Linked DNA regions of Mus musculus: region 2 is linked to region 1. A link is a contact called in public Hi-C data. All regions are on one chromosome and are shown on one strand. The core of a region is the stretch at or near the end of the contact, and the rest is flanking DNA. Distances in the headings are between cores, read along the strand shown.

What was found. Hi-C and Micro-C count contacts between places; a contact is called where the count stands out from the background.
Region 2: a contact with region 1 is called in a Hi-C map of muscle stem cells, with 1.5 times the contacts expected there. The contact joins two enhancer-like sites. A contact is called at or near these places in 2 of 484 Hi-C or Micro-C datasets (granulosa cells and muscle stem cells).

Annotation. Positions count from the first base shown.
Region 1 is chr1:12,114,084-12,121,105 of GRCm38.p6, forward strand. It overlaps the pseudogene Gm7560. Among named protein-coding and RNA genes, the nearest start is that of Gm30974, 57 kb to the left of the region's middle. Within about 2 kb of position 3,413, at least 6 of the 459 cell types and tissues checked have an H3K27ac peak or open chromatin away from gene starts, as enhancers often do. A contact at or near this core is called in granulosa cells and muscle stem cells, where this site is marked.
Region 2 is chr1:12,288,848-12,295,869 of GRCm38.p6, forward strand. No RefSeq gene overlaps it. Among named protein-coding and RNA genes, the nearest start is that of Gm22633, 83 kb to the right of the region's middle. Within about 2 kb of position 3,179, at least 14 of the 459 cell types and tissues checked have an H3K27ac peak or open chromatin away from gene starts, as enhancers often do. A contact at or near this core is called in granulosa cells and muscle stem cells, where this site is marked.

The DNA of each region.
Region 1 (7,022 bases), core at 2,163-4,662:
AAGTATGATGGTTCAGTATAAAATACTAGCAAAAATGAGTGAAGTTCATTTGTTCTGAATTTAATCTTCTTTTCTTCTTCTTCTTCTTCTTCTTCTTCTTCTTCTTCTTCTTCTTCTTCTTCTTCTTCTTCTTCTTCTTCTTCTTCTTCTTCATCATCATCTAGCATTCTTTTCCAGAAGGGAAAAAGAATGCATCTAAAAGAAAATGAAAGTAAATGGGACAAACTGCACATAGATGATCCTTCTCTTCAGGCACATGTTTGCAAGCCAGCTGTTTGTAATAAGGCTGGGCTTTAAGTTGATTCATTATTTTATTCACTGCTTTCCTTTTGAAAATATTTACATGAAGTAGTGTGAAAATGAATCCAGATGTAGTTGCTTCTTCAACGTTATTGGGAATGTTTGAGCAAATGGAAGATAGATCATTTGATTATAAAAATAACTCAGAATTCTTTTCATGTTTGGAAATATCTGAAACAGTGTCACGTCAAGAGTCAAAATGGAATGCAGGAGACAATTCTGGTCTTTAGAACAGTGGGCTCACGCATTGTCAGCGTCACTATTTATTGGAGATTTGTGGATCAATGTATGGTCATATAATTTAATAGCCCATGGTGGGGGTGTCACTGTCATGAGTGCCTAGCTCTCATGAGGATGCAACAACAACTCTCTTTATACTGCATAAAAAGATTATGGGACTTTACAGTAATTAAAGAGAGCATTTATTTAATTATAGCTATTTTCACAATAATTTTAGAGGAAATACTCTGCAATTACATAAACACTGAATATAATACCTTAATTTGCATAGCTTGTGGTTAAACCTATACTCTAAAATAAACCAGAACGATAATTATATATACTTTTGAAGTTAACACCTCATATTTTTACTATACATAACCATCTATCATTTTATTTGTAAATATTTTAGTATAACACTTTTTAGCCATAAATATATAGTATTTAATATATTTGAGGAATAATTACTTATATTTTCTTACCCTTTTGAAATATCTACATAATTTAATGTGGTTAATAACTTGGAAGAACATGACAGGCAACACCTTTCAAATCTTTATTGTTAAATTGTGTTTGAAGTTCAGTGTGAAATGTGCTGCTTACTGTTTGGAATTTGTGTGGCTCCAGTCCAAGGACCTGTCATTCTCTTTGAACTGTAATGGAGATACTTACACCATTTAACCACTGACATGGTTGGTTGGCTCAGCACCCATTACTAATACATCTCATACTTTACTTTCTAGAATTCATACTTTTATAACTGCAAGATCACAGAACCTTTTGGAAGTGTCTATAATATACAGGGGCTCTTCAAGAACTTGAGGAACATTTTTCACCTTAAAAATAAGAGTTCCTGGAGATAGATGTATTTTGTTGAAAATTTTGTATCTTCCAGAGTACAATATGCTAATGGATATGCATACAGAGTAGAATTTATTGTGATCAAATCATGAGAAGGTCTTCCCTTGCATCAAGCATGAGTATGTTTTATGTAAATGAACCTTTCACACTCCTGCAGTTAGATAAAAATATTTAGTGATTGCTGTAACCAAGGTTACCAGGAGCAGCCTCCACCATGTGTTTCTGCTGCTTCTGCACTCTCTTCCCATCTTGCTCTTATTTACTTTCCCCAAACTCTAGTACACTACTCCACTCTATTTGCCCATGACAAGACATCTGAGTCTTCACAAATTATTAAAAGCAAGTATTTTTTTGTCTTTTTTGATCATCTTATTTGTACATTTCAGTTTTTAAAAACCTGAATCTTTGATGCATCAACCTTCATTGCTCACACCATATGGCCAAGGGCATCACAAGCAATCTGCTAAGAACTCTGTTCTCTGAGAACTCACAAACTCTAAGCAGAAATGGGATCCTCATATCATCAAATACGTTTAAAAAGGGATATAAAGGTGTATCAAAAAGTAAGCCAGTTCAGAAAAGGACAAAACACTAAAACTGTTAAGCAGTAGACAAGAAACACAAGGGTTTACGTGTCTTTTGCTTTCTAACACTCTCTCTAGGTAAAGTTTATCTTGCTTCCTTCTTCATCAGGAAACTAGAAACATTAAAGTACTTCTATTAAGCATCTAGCCCTTCTCCTCACCTCTACATCCTTTGCTACCAACTCCACCTAACCACTGGATATTAGTGATCACATTGCCCACATCTTGATCCAAGGCAAACTCTACCACTTCTTCTGCAATAGTAGTTTTTTATAAGTCAAGCTTTGTTGTAGCTAGTATCTTGTCTTCTGAGGTTGATGCTATAAGAGTAAACTGTCACTATGTAGACCTTATTTATATCCTAAAGTCATGAGACTCCAGAGAATATGTCAAAAGTTTTTAGTAATACTAAACCAAGCCAAACTATTTTACAATCTGAAACAGTTGACAGTTAAATAATAGAAATAGTTAGTATAGATCCATTTAACTCCAATCTCAGATATAGGTATAAAATAATAGTAACACTTTAGCATTTGTGGTGCATTAACACAAACGCTAAGATTTTTACATGGAATCTCTACTACTATTTCACTATTAAAAAGGAAGAACAGAAAGACAAAGATACTTGCCCAGTTAACACAACTATCCAAATCCTTCGTTTCTTTAATTTAGCTATTTGATACTATTTTCTTTAAATTCCCATTGTAATAGCTTTCTCTGTCATTAGAGCTGAAGGTGTCAATAGGACTCAAAATATGTTGAATATTAAAACTTACACCCCAGAACATGTGTCAGCACCCCACGCCTCCAACCCCTTCTTCCTTTCTTCTCCCTTCCTGATCCACTCTTCTCTCAGAGTAAGGAAGGGATTTGTGTCTACATGGGCAGTCCAACCTGCACAGAGATGTTTGGAAGACCAGAGCTTGGTAATTATGCTTTCCTGTGTCTTCTGGAAATTATATTGGTTAATCAATGCAACTGTTCCCTAAATCCAAACTGTTATTACTGATGAACTAAATATCACAGCTTAGCATTATTAGGGGGTCTCTCCTATGTAATACGAAAGAGGATAATGCAGCTGTCCCATGGTTTTTTTTGGAATTCCACAGACCCACAAGAAGATTGGCAGAACCCCATGAGGAAACTCATTCACAAAGAAGCCCTGCATTTTTTAGATTCTTTATTGGTCATGTAAGTGAGGCTCAATCTAAACAAAGACATGTAAGAAATATAATCAGCGAAAATGAGTCAGAAAGTCTGTACTTCAATTCTAACTGTGCTCATCATCTGGCCATGGGTAGGTTAATTATCACTTTAGGCCCCAGGATCTCTCAGCAAAATTAGCTCCAGAGTGATTCAAGTATGACATTCAATAATGAGACATAGCCCAGTAGTCATGGCCGTGTGGGCATCACGCCCTAAATTCTAACAAGTTTTGCTTATTTTTTTTATAAATGAAACAAGATTTTTAAAAGCAGAGGTCTCTTAAAGGCCACTCAGAGCAGCTAAGAAACAATGTGTCATATGGTAGACATCAAAACAATGAGTCACTTTACTTAAAAGAGAAAACTGGCAAATCAATTTTTGTGCTTCATATTTATAAAGCAACTAATTAGTAGACACTTTAGAGTTTTTAATTTATTGAACAATGTACAGTCTTTCACAGAGTAGGGGGAGAATTGCTAGCCTGGAATAACGTATAATCTTTTGAGTCACTATGATTTTTTTCTTACTTTAAAGCGAAACAAGCAATGGAAAAATGAAACCTCCAAGTAATCTTACGATGGTCCCCATTGCTTCTGTTCCTTTTACAGGCATTTTTTGCCAACATTCAAGACAAGATTATCAAATTAAATTTTACTTAATAAATTGGCCAACACTGCCTCTGGCTATTGTATAAAATATTCCCTTGTTCATTATTTAGTTCTTTGGTGCTTGCTAGAAATGTTTACACCCCCCTACTCTTGTTTGTAATGAACCATAAAAGAAAAGTCTTTGCAAAAGTTATTGATGTTATGTCATTGCTGCATACATACGAAGATGGTCTACCAGCTTTGTGTGTATGGTGACAGGCATCGCTATACATTTTTATATTCTGCTGTAACAAAATGTTTTCTATGTGAGATTAAAATTGCATTATAGGAGGGCTAAAGAGAGGGCTCAGTAAGTGGTTCAGAGTTCTGGCTGCTCCAGATGACAATGGTCATATCAAGGACAGAGGAAAGTTCTACACTGCAATTACTTCAAATATTTACCACAGTCTGGCTTGGTTTGCACTGGACCTAGGATTGATTTCCATCACTCACATGGAGGCTCACAACTGTCTGAAATGCCAGGTACAGGAGATCTAATCATCTCTTCTGGGCACTTTAGGCACTGCCCGCATGTGATGCTTAGGTTCACATGCAGCCTAGCACCAACACACATAAAATAAAGTAAGTATATTTAAAAATATGTTCTGAAATAAAAGTTTGGTTGTATCTGAATACAGCTCTTTATATAATATGGAAATTATTTGAAACTCTTACTTTGAAAAAAATTGAAGTCAATTTCCCTCTCATTGAGATTGAGGCACATACAGTGATTTGTTTCCAACATATACAATAAGGCAAAAATAACTAGCATACCCAGAAACTTGGCCAGTGAAGGAGCACATTACCGAGATGAACGTGGACTCCTCTAGGAGGTCGCTACAATACCAAATGTCACACTCCCAATCAATATTTTCTCCTCAAATACTTTAGCATTCCCATGATTATGTAGCCAGGCAAGAAGGAGCAGCAGTTTTCAGGGACAGACTTCTCGAGATTTTGTTCCTCTCTTTTTTCCCCTAAGAAGGGATGTATGCAGCTCTAATACCATAGGTCTGGCTAGCTGTTGTATCATGTGTTGAGTTTCTTTTCATAACAGTCCCCACAACAACTATGCTCCAGATGACAATGGTCATATCAAGGACAGAGGAAAGTTCTACACTGCAATTACTTCAAATATTTACCACTGTCTAACTTGGTTTGCACTGGCTAAACAAGCAACATAAAAATCCTTGCTCAGCTGTGTGCTACAAAGCACAGGACTGGAGAAGTGACCCAAGCCCTTGGAGGAGCCCAAAAGATCATGAGTTGGATCCCAGACATTGGACAGTTGGAGTTTAATTTTTGCTTTTGATTGTGACTGTGCCCTGATATTTTTCCCTCTTGAAGGAAGAAAGTATTTTAGTGGAGCCCACAGTTAAGAGACTTTGAATTTTAAAAGAGATTGAATATTTTAAGGAGATTGAAATTTTAAGAATATGTAAAGACTGTAGGACTTTGAAAGTTATTTAGATCTTGGGGCTGAATAAGTAACTAAGGGTTGAGGCTTACTAGTGATGTGTTTGTGTGTCAAGTTGACAAGGGGTCAATTGTACTGGCTGGTTTTGTGTCAACTTGACACAGGCTGGAGTTATCACAGAGAAAGGAGCTTCAGTTGAGAAAATGCCTCCATGAGATCCAGCTGTAAGGCATTTTCCCAACTAGTGATCAAGGGTGGAGGACCCATTGTGGGTGGGACCATCTCTGGGCTGGTAGTCTTGGGTTCTATAAGAGAGCAGGCTGAGCAAGCCAGGGGAGGCAAGCCAGTAAAGAACATCTCTCCATGGCCTCTGCATCAGCTCCTGCTTCCTGCCCTGTGTGAGTTCCAGTCCTGACTTCCTTCAGTGATGAACAACAATGTGGAAATGTAAGATGAATAAACCCTTTCCTCCCCCCCCCCAAAAAAAATCCTTGCTCTTAGAGTATACATCTGTTAAAGAATGAAAAAAATTAATAAGAAAAATATTGTATACGTAAAATAGAAACAAGTTAATAGTGCGCACATATGTAAAATATTAAGTGAAGGTAAGTACTATGAAAAATTTAAGTGAAATCGTCCTAATAGAAATTGAAAATATAATAAATATCAATGGTTAGAGATTGTGAGTAGGAGGGAATGATGAGGACAGGATGGTTAATAGATAATAGCTACAGCTGGAGTGGAAAAATAACTTCTGCTGTTCTGTTGCACTGTCAAGTGACAGCAGGTAGTAATAACATAGTAAGAATTTCAAAAAAAACCTCATTGAAAGTATTTTGGATATTTGCACCATAGAGAAATGCTTTATGTTTGAATTGATTGGTAGTGAGCATTTATGGACTTTACAGAAGAACTATAATAATTAACACTTGGAGTGTTGGCTGCATGATTAATGATGAGCTAGGAAAGTTAGGATAGTTCATTTCAACTCAACAACTCTATTATGGACTAGAGAACAAAAATCACACTGTGAGGCAATAGCAGTCATCAGACCAAACTTTTGGAGTTCAGATCATTAATTTAACTAAGACTAAATTTTGCCTTTTTCTGTCCTTGTAAATTCTAAGTTTTATTTTACATAGCATAGTAGGGTGATTAATAGAAAGGAGACTCTGGAAACAAATTCTAGTTTTTCCCAGAATACCTTCTGCTCTGTGATCCCCAAGGAAAACTCTTGCATGGGGTGTGACTTACATACAAGAGAGTCTAACAACAATGCACACACCTTTAATCCCAGCACTTGGGAGGAAGAGGCAGGTGGATTTCTCAGTTTGAGGGCAGCCTGGTCTACAGAGTGAGTTCCAGGACAGCCAGGGCTATACAGAGAAACCCTGTCTCGAACCCCCACCCCCCAAAAAAAGTGGTTGTATTGAGAGTTTGGAAATCAAAGCCGGTTGTCAACCCAGTCCTGTCATGCATTCATCTGCCTCTTTTTCTTTTCTTTTCTTTTCTTTTCTTTTCTTTTCTTTTCTTTTCTTTTCTTTTCTTTTCTTTTCTTTTCTTTTCTTCTCTTCTCTTCTCTTCTCTTCTCTTTTTTTTCTTTTCTTTTTCTTTTTCTTTTTTTTTTTTTTGCTTTCGACATGACAGATGATACCCTGTGTCCTTCCCTAAGGACTTCTTGGATGGTGGAGTGGTCGCGGCCCTCACAAAGACCACGGTAGCACCCATCGAGAGTGTCAAGCTGCTGCTGTATGTGCAGCATGCCAGCAAGCTAATCACAGCAGATAA
Region 2 (7,022 bases), core at 1,929-4,428, 170 kb after region 1:
AAAGAATAACTACTTTATAACTTGTTCTGAGTCAAGGTTTCACTCCATCTGGTACATTTATTGCATCGGCTCTTCTCCATTTTTAAAAAGCAATCTCTGTGGAGGGGTTAGTACCTGCTACCACAGATGGCCTGCCTGAAAGACTAGGCAACCTGTGAGAAGCACCTGAAAAAATGTTCAACATCCTTAATCATCAGGGAAATGCAAATAAAAACAACCTTGAGATTCCACCTCACACCAGTCAGAATGGCTAAGATCAAAAATTCAGGTGACAGAAGATGCTAGCAAGGATGTGGAGAAAGAGGAACACTCCTCCACTGCTGGTGGGATTGCAAGCTTGTATGACCACTCTGGAAGTCAGTGTGGAGGTTCCTCAGAAAATTTGACATAATACTACCGGAAGATCCAGCAATACCTCTCCTGGGTATATATCCAGAAGAAGTTCCAACTGGTAATAAGAACACATGTTCCACTATGTTCATAGCAGCCTTATTTATAATAGCCAGAAGCTGGAAAGAACCCAGATGTCCCTCAACAGAAGAATGGACACAAAAAATGGGGTACATTTACACAATGGAGTAATACTCAGCTATTAAAAACAATGGATTTATGAAATTCTTGGACAAGTGGATGTATCTGGAAGATATCATCCTTAGTGAGGTAACCCAATCACAAAAGATATGTACTCACTGATAAGTGGATATTAGCCCAGAAACTTTGAATATCCAAGATACAATTTGCAAAACACAAGAAAATCAAGAAGAGGGAAGACCAATGGGTGGATACTTCATTCCTCCTTAGAATAGGGAACAAAATACTCATGAAAGGAGTTACAGAGACAAAGTTTAGAGCTAAGATGAAAGGATGGACTATCCAGAGACTACCCCACCCGGGGATCCATCCCATAATAAGCCACCAAACCCAGAAACTATTGCATATACCAGAAAGATTTTGCTGAAGGAACCCTGTTATACCTGTCTCGTATGAGGCTATGCCAGTACCTGGCAAATACAGAAGTGGATGCACACAGTCATCTATAAGATGGAACACAGGGCCCCCAGTGGAGAAGCTAGAGAAAGCACCCAAGGAGCTGAAGGGATCTGCAACCCTATAGGTGGAACAACAATATGAACTAACCAGTACCCCCAGAGCTCATATCTCTAGCTGCACATGTAGCAGAAGATGGCCTAGCCGGCCATCACTGGGAAGAGAGGCCCCTTGTTATTGCAAACCTTATATACTTCAGTACAAGGAAATACCAGGGCCAAGAAGTGGGAGTGGGTGGGTAGGAGAGCAGGTCAGAAGGAGGGTATAGGGAAATTTCGGGATAGCATTTGAGAGACGAAAGGATGGACCATCTAGAGACTGCCAGACCCAGGGATTCATCCCATAATCAGCCTCCAGACACTGACACCATTGCATACACTAGCAAGATTTTTGTTGAAAAGACCCAGATATAGCTGTCCCTTGTGAGGCTATGCCAGGGCCTAGCAAACACAGAAGTGGATGCTCACAGTCAGCTATTGGATGGATCACAGGGCCCCCAATGGAGGAGCTAGAGAAAGTACCCAAGGAGCTAAAGGAGTCTGCAACCCTAGAGGTGGAACAACAATATGAACTAACCAGTACCCCCCCAGAGCTCGTGTCTCTAGCTGCATATGTATCAGAAGATGGACTAGTCGGCCATCATTGGGAAGAGAGGCCCATTGGTCTAGCAAACTTTATATGCTTTAGTACAGGGGAACACCAGGCCCAAGAAGTGGGAGTGGGTGGGTAGGGGAGTGGGGGGGATGGTATGGGGGACTTTTGGTATAGCATTGGAAATGTAAATGAAGAAAATACCTAATTAAAAAAATTTTTTTAAAATCACAATAAGATGCAAATAAAACAGGATTAAAAAAAAAAAAAGACTAGGCAGCCTGGTTGAAAAGTCAACAGTCAACAGACTCTTTTTAGCTTGATAGGTAAGTAGGTATTGACAAGCCCTTTACAAGCCAATACATAGAAAATATAACAAATCTCCTATGATAGGTGCTGCCTTTGCCTTTTGGGGATGTGTACTTTCTTCTGTCCAAGCATCTTGACCCATGTCAAAGAGGAGCAGAATTAAACTCCCTCTCTGTGGCATTCAAATCTGATATGGGAAGCACGGGACACATGCTAGATTACACACTTCCCCAGGGTTCGCCACCATGAACTAGGAGGTACGAACATTGCCTGTCTTTGGGTATTAAAATCATATCTAACACTGACAAACACAGTCTCTTCAGAGGGAGGAAGACCAAGCCCCTCTCTACAGGGAGTGTGAAGCCATATAAACCCAGGAAGAGAAAAAAACTCTGACTTTGTTTGAGGACCAAGATTAGCTCTGCCACTACCCTCTTTGGGTCTAACAGAATCCCTGGCCCCATTTTTGGTATTTTTCCCTGATTTGCTTTGTGGAAACAAGAGCTATACATCAGTTATCACATGAAGCAGCATATGTGAAGACAGTTGCATAAAGGAATCATTAACTCATCCCACTATTGAAAATTAATATCACCAGAAGTAATTCTTCTTATAGTATCAAACATTAAAGTCCTTTCAAGTCTCCATAGAATGTTGAGAAGGGAAAAAATGAAAACCTCAGAATGGAAACCTCTAGCTGAGCATTAAAATGAGAATGTGGAAGCAAACAGACTGCATCATTTCTTTTGCATTATTTCTGCCACTTGGAGCCAAGAATATGGAGCTGAATCAATATGTGCACACTCCCTAAGTCCTGGAAACATGGACCAAGGAAAAGCTATAGCACAGGGTTCTCTGGGTAAGCACCACAGCATGTGCCTACATATTAAATTGAAAACTACCCTTAACAAGTCTGTCATAGTTATTATTTTCTCTATAATTCACTTGGGTTTTGGTACTTAAACAAGCCATTCAGTGTTTAACTGAAGACAGATTCTGGTCACCACCTTTCCCATGTATATAAAAACAAATCCAATTCTTTGTAGAACTTTTCTGTGATTCATCCTCTCTTCTGGCAATGCCTCAAAGTCTATGACCTTGCTTGAGACTTCTGATGTGTCACAACTCACTACAAATTCACAAAAGACCCAGACAATCAGCCAGCAGTTTACAGTGTCATCAGGGAAAACCCTGTGGAGTGTTATGGGAACCATGGGGAGGAGGCAGCGGTCTTCTGGAATGCAGGGAAGGTCCAAGAAGGCCTGTGACAGCTGCATCTTCCTGTGACAGCAGGAGCAGTGCAGTGCCCTTCCCCAACTTTCAATTTCTCTTCCCTTTCTTATCTCCATTTGAAACTGGGGACCCTTGGAGTATTGCATGACTCCTCTGTGCCAAGAATTGGAATCAGAAAGTATTGACTTAAAGTCCAAGAGCAGGTAAGGAAAGCTGCGGCATGAAAACCACATTTTATAGAAAACTGGAACCGGATGAAACAATATGCAAAGCAAGATGACCAGAAGAGAGAATGTCTGTTTTATATTCCTGCGTAGCATTTACATTTTTTGTTCCAAAACCACTTTTTAAACATTATTAATTCTGAAGGTATCGCATAGGTCCAGGAACAGTGCCAGCTTTTCGGGGCATGGAGCTGTGAAGCTCCACTATGCAGGTTTTTAATCATTTCAATTCCAACATTAACTTTCCACAGACTGTTCACGTTAGTGACTGCTAATTAACATTAGCTGATCGGGGAAAGGCAGGTTTACAGATGATCATGTTGTTTTCAAGCACAAGCCCTTAAAAAAAGTTTAATGGTGGAAACAAAAGGCATCTAAGAACAGAAGCTTCTGGAAGAACATCTTGTTCTTGCCTCTCCTGGGTCATGCCTTCCTGTCTGGCCTTCTGTTTAAGAGCCATGTTTCTGAAGACATAACTGTGGACAGTTTTGCCCGTGGCTGTGAGGTGATTGGAGATGCAAGCTCTGGCACAACACTTGATCTTTGACCTCTTGGTGCTTGGCTTCTTGCCAATAGTAACTGGCAAGTAGTGTGATGGTGGTCAATCTCAGGCACCAGAGTGCTGCTGCAGAGGAGCCATTACTGTTCTTCACAACAGCAGCTTTGCATCAAGAGCAGTGAGGAGGACCAGAATCAGCACACCTCAGGGGTCACAAACCCATTTCCTTTCATGATGTCAGTAACAAGCATGGGCAACAGCAGAAATCCGCCATGTTTACTTTCCCCAAAGCAATAAATGTGCACGTGTGCATATGCTACCAAAGCTGAACTAGGGACCAATGGAGCAAGCTCATGCTAGGGCCTTCAGCCTTTATATTTTTGTTGTTTTAAGGCTAGAAAGATAAAACCATCAGGATGGCTCAGTGTAAAAAGCACTTGTGTTAACCCTCAGAACTTACTTAAGAGCTGGGCAGGCATTACAGATGCTTATACTAGTTGTATTGGTAAGTTCTGAGTTCAAGTGGGAGACCCTGCCTCAGTAAAGAAAGAAAGATTCCTGGCATCAGTTTGAGGCCTCTGTATTCACAATACATATACATATACCCACACATATACACATGTAAGCCCACCTACATGTGACCACACAGACATACACATATTATATGCACATACACAAAAAGTAAAATAAAGGCCAGAAAAGTTTGCTACATATACTGAGTGAATATTCCTAGTTTCAGTTATTTTTGTTCATTGCCTTTTCATCTGGGACATTATTAAAACATTCTTTGCTACATGCAATAATTTCAGGGTTGCCACTTTACAAAGAGGAGTCTAAGTGATATCTAAAAGTGACTCCCATTTCTGCTAATTCTAAACATTACCCATATATGTTAAGTTCACTCTGTGGTCAAAGAAAGGGTAAATCGCCATGCCTTGTTACACAAATTCCTGGAAGAATGGTGCATGCACAAATTGTTTCTGTGATACCATATGAGCAAAGAATGAGAAGAAAGTGGTAAGAACAGAAATGGACAGACCTAAGGTGGAGGGAGTATCGTAGAAGGATGAGAAAAAGGAAACAAAATAAAGAACAAATAGGAGCAAACTCAGTTATCCATACAAGACTTACAAGAAACGAAGATCAAGGTGAAGGGATATTTCTGTATAGGAGGAAAGAGCCTATAGGACCTGATTAGCTCTCGAAAACAGAAAAGCTTCCAACATCATCTCTAAGTTGCTTTCTGCTAAAACCTGTATTTAAGTATCCTGCAGAAGGCTGGCTTTATTTAAATTCATTGTAGTCATCTTTGCCCAGTCACCCTTGCATGCCCAAAACAGTTGCAGGTACTATGCATATACTCTGTACCTCTGCCTCTCACACATGCTCTCTTCCTAGTATCTACTTGGTATGGAACAGAGTAAATGAAGTCCTGAGGAAAGGTTACATAGTTGACATACACATGGTCATGCAAAGAACCTCAGAGCCTCAGACACACTGAGGCATGGCAAAGCCTACCCTGTGAGGTGATACACACAGGGAAATGGCAAAAACCTTTCCCTAGGGACCCAATATTAGTGTTGGCTCTGTGGGCAGAAAACAAACATCATAGCCTTTTGTCTCCAGATATCTGTGGCCTAAAGATTGCTCTAATACATAGATGGTTCCTACTGAGATTAGCTAAACCTAACTGTTTGATCCAGACATACACTATAAACCCTGTCTGCTCATTTATCTATATTAATAACACCAGACATCTTGCTCAGCTGCATGTAATAACACCCACCCCTCTGTTCAACTGTACATAATAAAGTTTCTGAGTGCTGTGATTTTTCCAGCAGTGAGCCAGACCTCTTGATCCCAGCTTTCTGGCTGACTTTCTGTGATTTTCTTTGTTCCCTCACTGCCCCAGTCATTTCTGTCACTGGAGGCCTTGAATAAGTATGGCACTATTCTTTGGAACATACCATTTGTTGCTAAAGCCTAGGCAAGGCTTCAGTAGATGGTTAGGACAGGACAGACATGTCCACTTTCTTTTATTACAGGATCACATGACTTGTTTGGCAGTCACTGTGTGACTGAATTATGACATATACATATTTCTAGTGTCAACTCTTTGTAGACAAATTGCTGAAAATGTTTGATAATCTTCCATCAAGATTAAGCTGAAACACTCTTAGGGTTAGTGCCAACTGTGGTTTCTGGTTGACACTGCTTGGTAATACCACGAAGGGTCTTTGTTTGCTTGCTTAATAACATTAAGCTTTTTTTTTTTTTTTCAAAAGCTTTCTAAAAGGCTTGCTTGAATTCAAAAGAGCTTCAAATACTTCAAATGAGCTGTACATAATATCATTTCTTTTTTGTTTTGGTTTGGGTTTTTTTTGTTTTGTTTGTTTGTTTGTTTGTTTTTCGAGACAGGGTTTCTCTGTGTAGCCCTGGCTGTCCTGGAACTCACTTTGTAGACCAGGCTGGCCTCGAACTCAGAAATCTGCCTGCCTCTGCCTCCCAAGTCCTGGGATTAAAGGTGTGCGCCACCACTCCCCGGCTTCATAATACCATTTCTAACAGGAACAGAAATAATGGCTTCAGAATCTCCAATTCAGAATTTCACTTATTCTATTCACTACTGAGACTTGAGTATGTGAGTATAGCTACTAAAGTTCAGCTTCACTAAAGTATTTCACAGTATGAGTAAATTAGTATTTGATAAAATGCTGTCGATTCACATTTGAATGTATTCTTACAGGAATTAAAAGATAACTATCCCCTATTATACCCATTCTTCCAACCTTCATAAAAATAAATTTATAACTTACTTCTATGGGAGAAAATAGGACACAAGAAAAGGAATTTCTGAAGATCGTGTTACCTTTGGAGTTGCTGAAGATATCTGAGAAATTTTAACTTTGAATTGAAGACATTTTAAGTTACCAAAGGGTATCTCATCCATGTGGCTAGTATTCTGAAAGCTTTTTAAGTTCTTTAAAACAAAAAAGTTAATTTAAACAGTAATAGTGAATCCACCTTGATAAATGTCTTCAGTATTAGCAGCAGAGAGATTTTTCTCATCTTCCCACCTCTGTTATTGGCACAGTGTGAAACTCTCAGGAACTTTATCC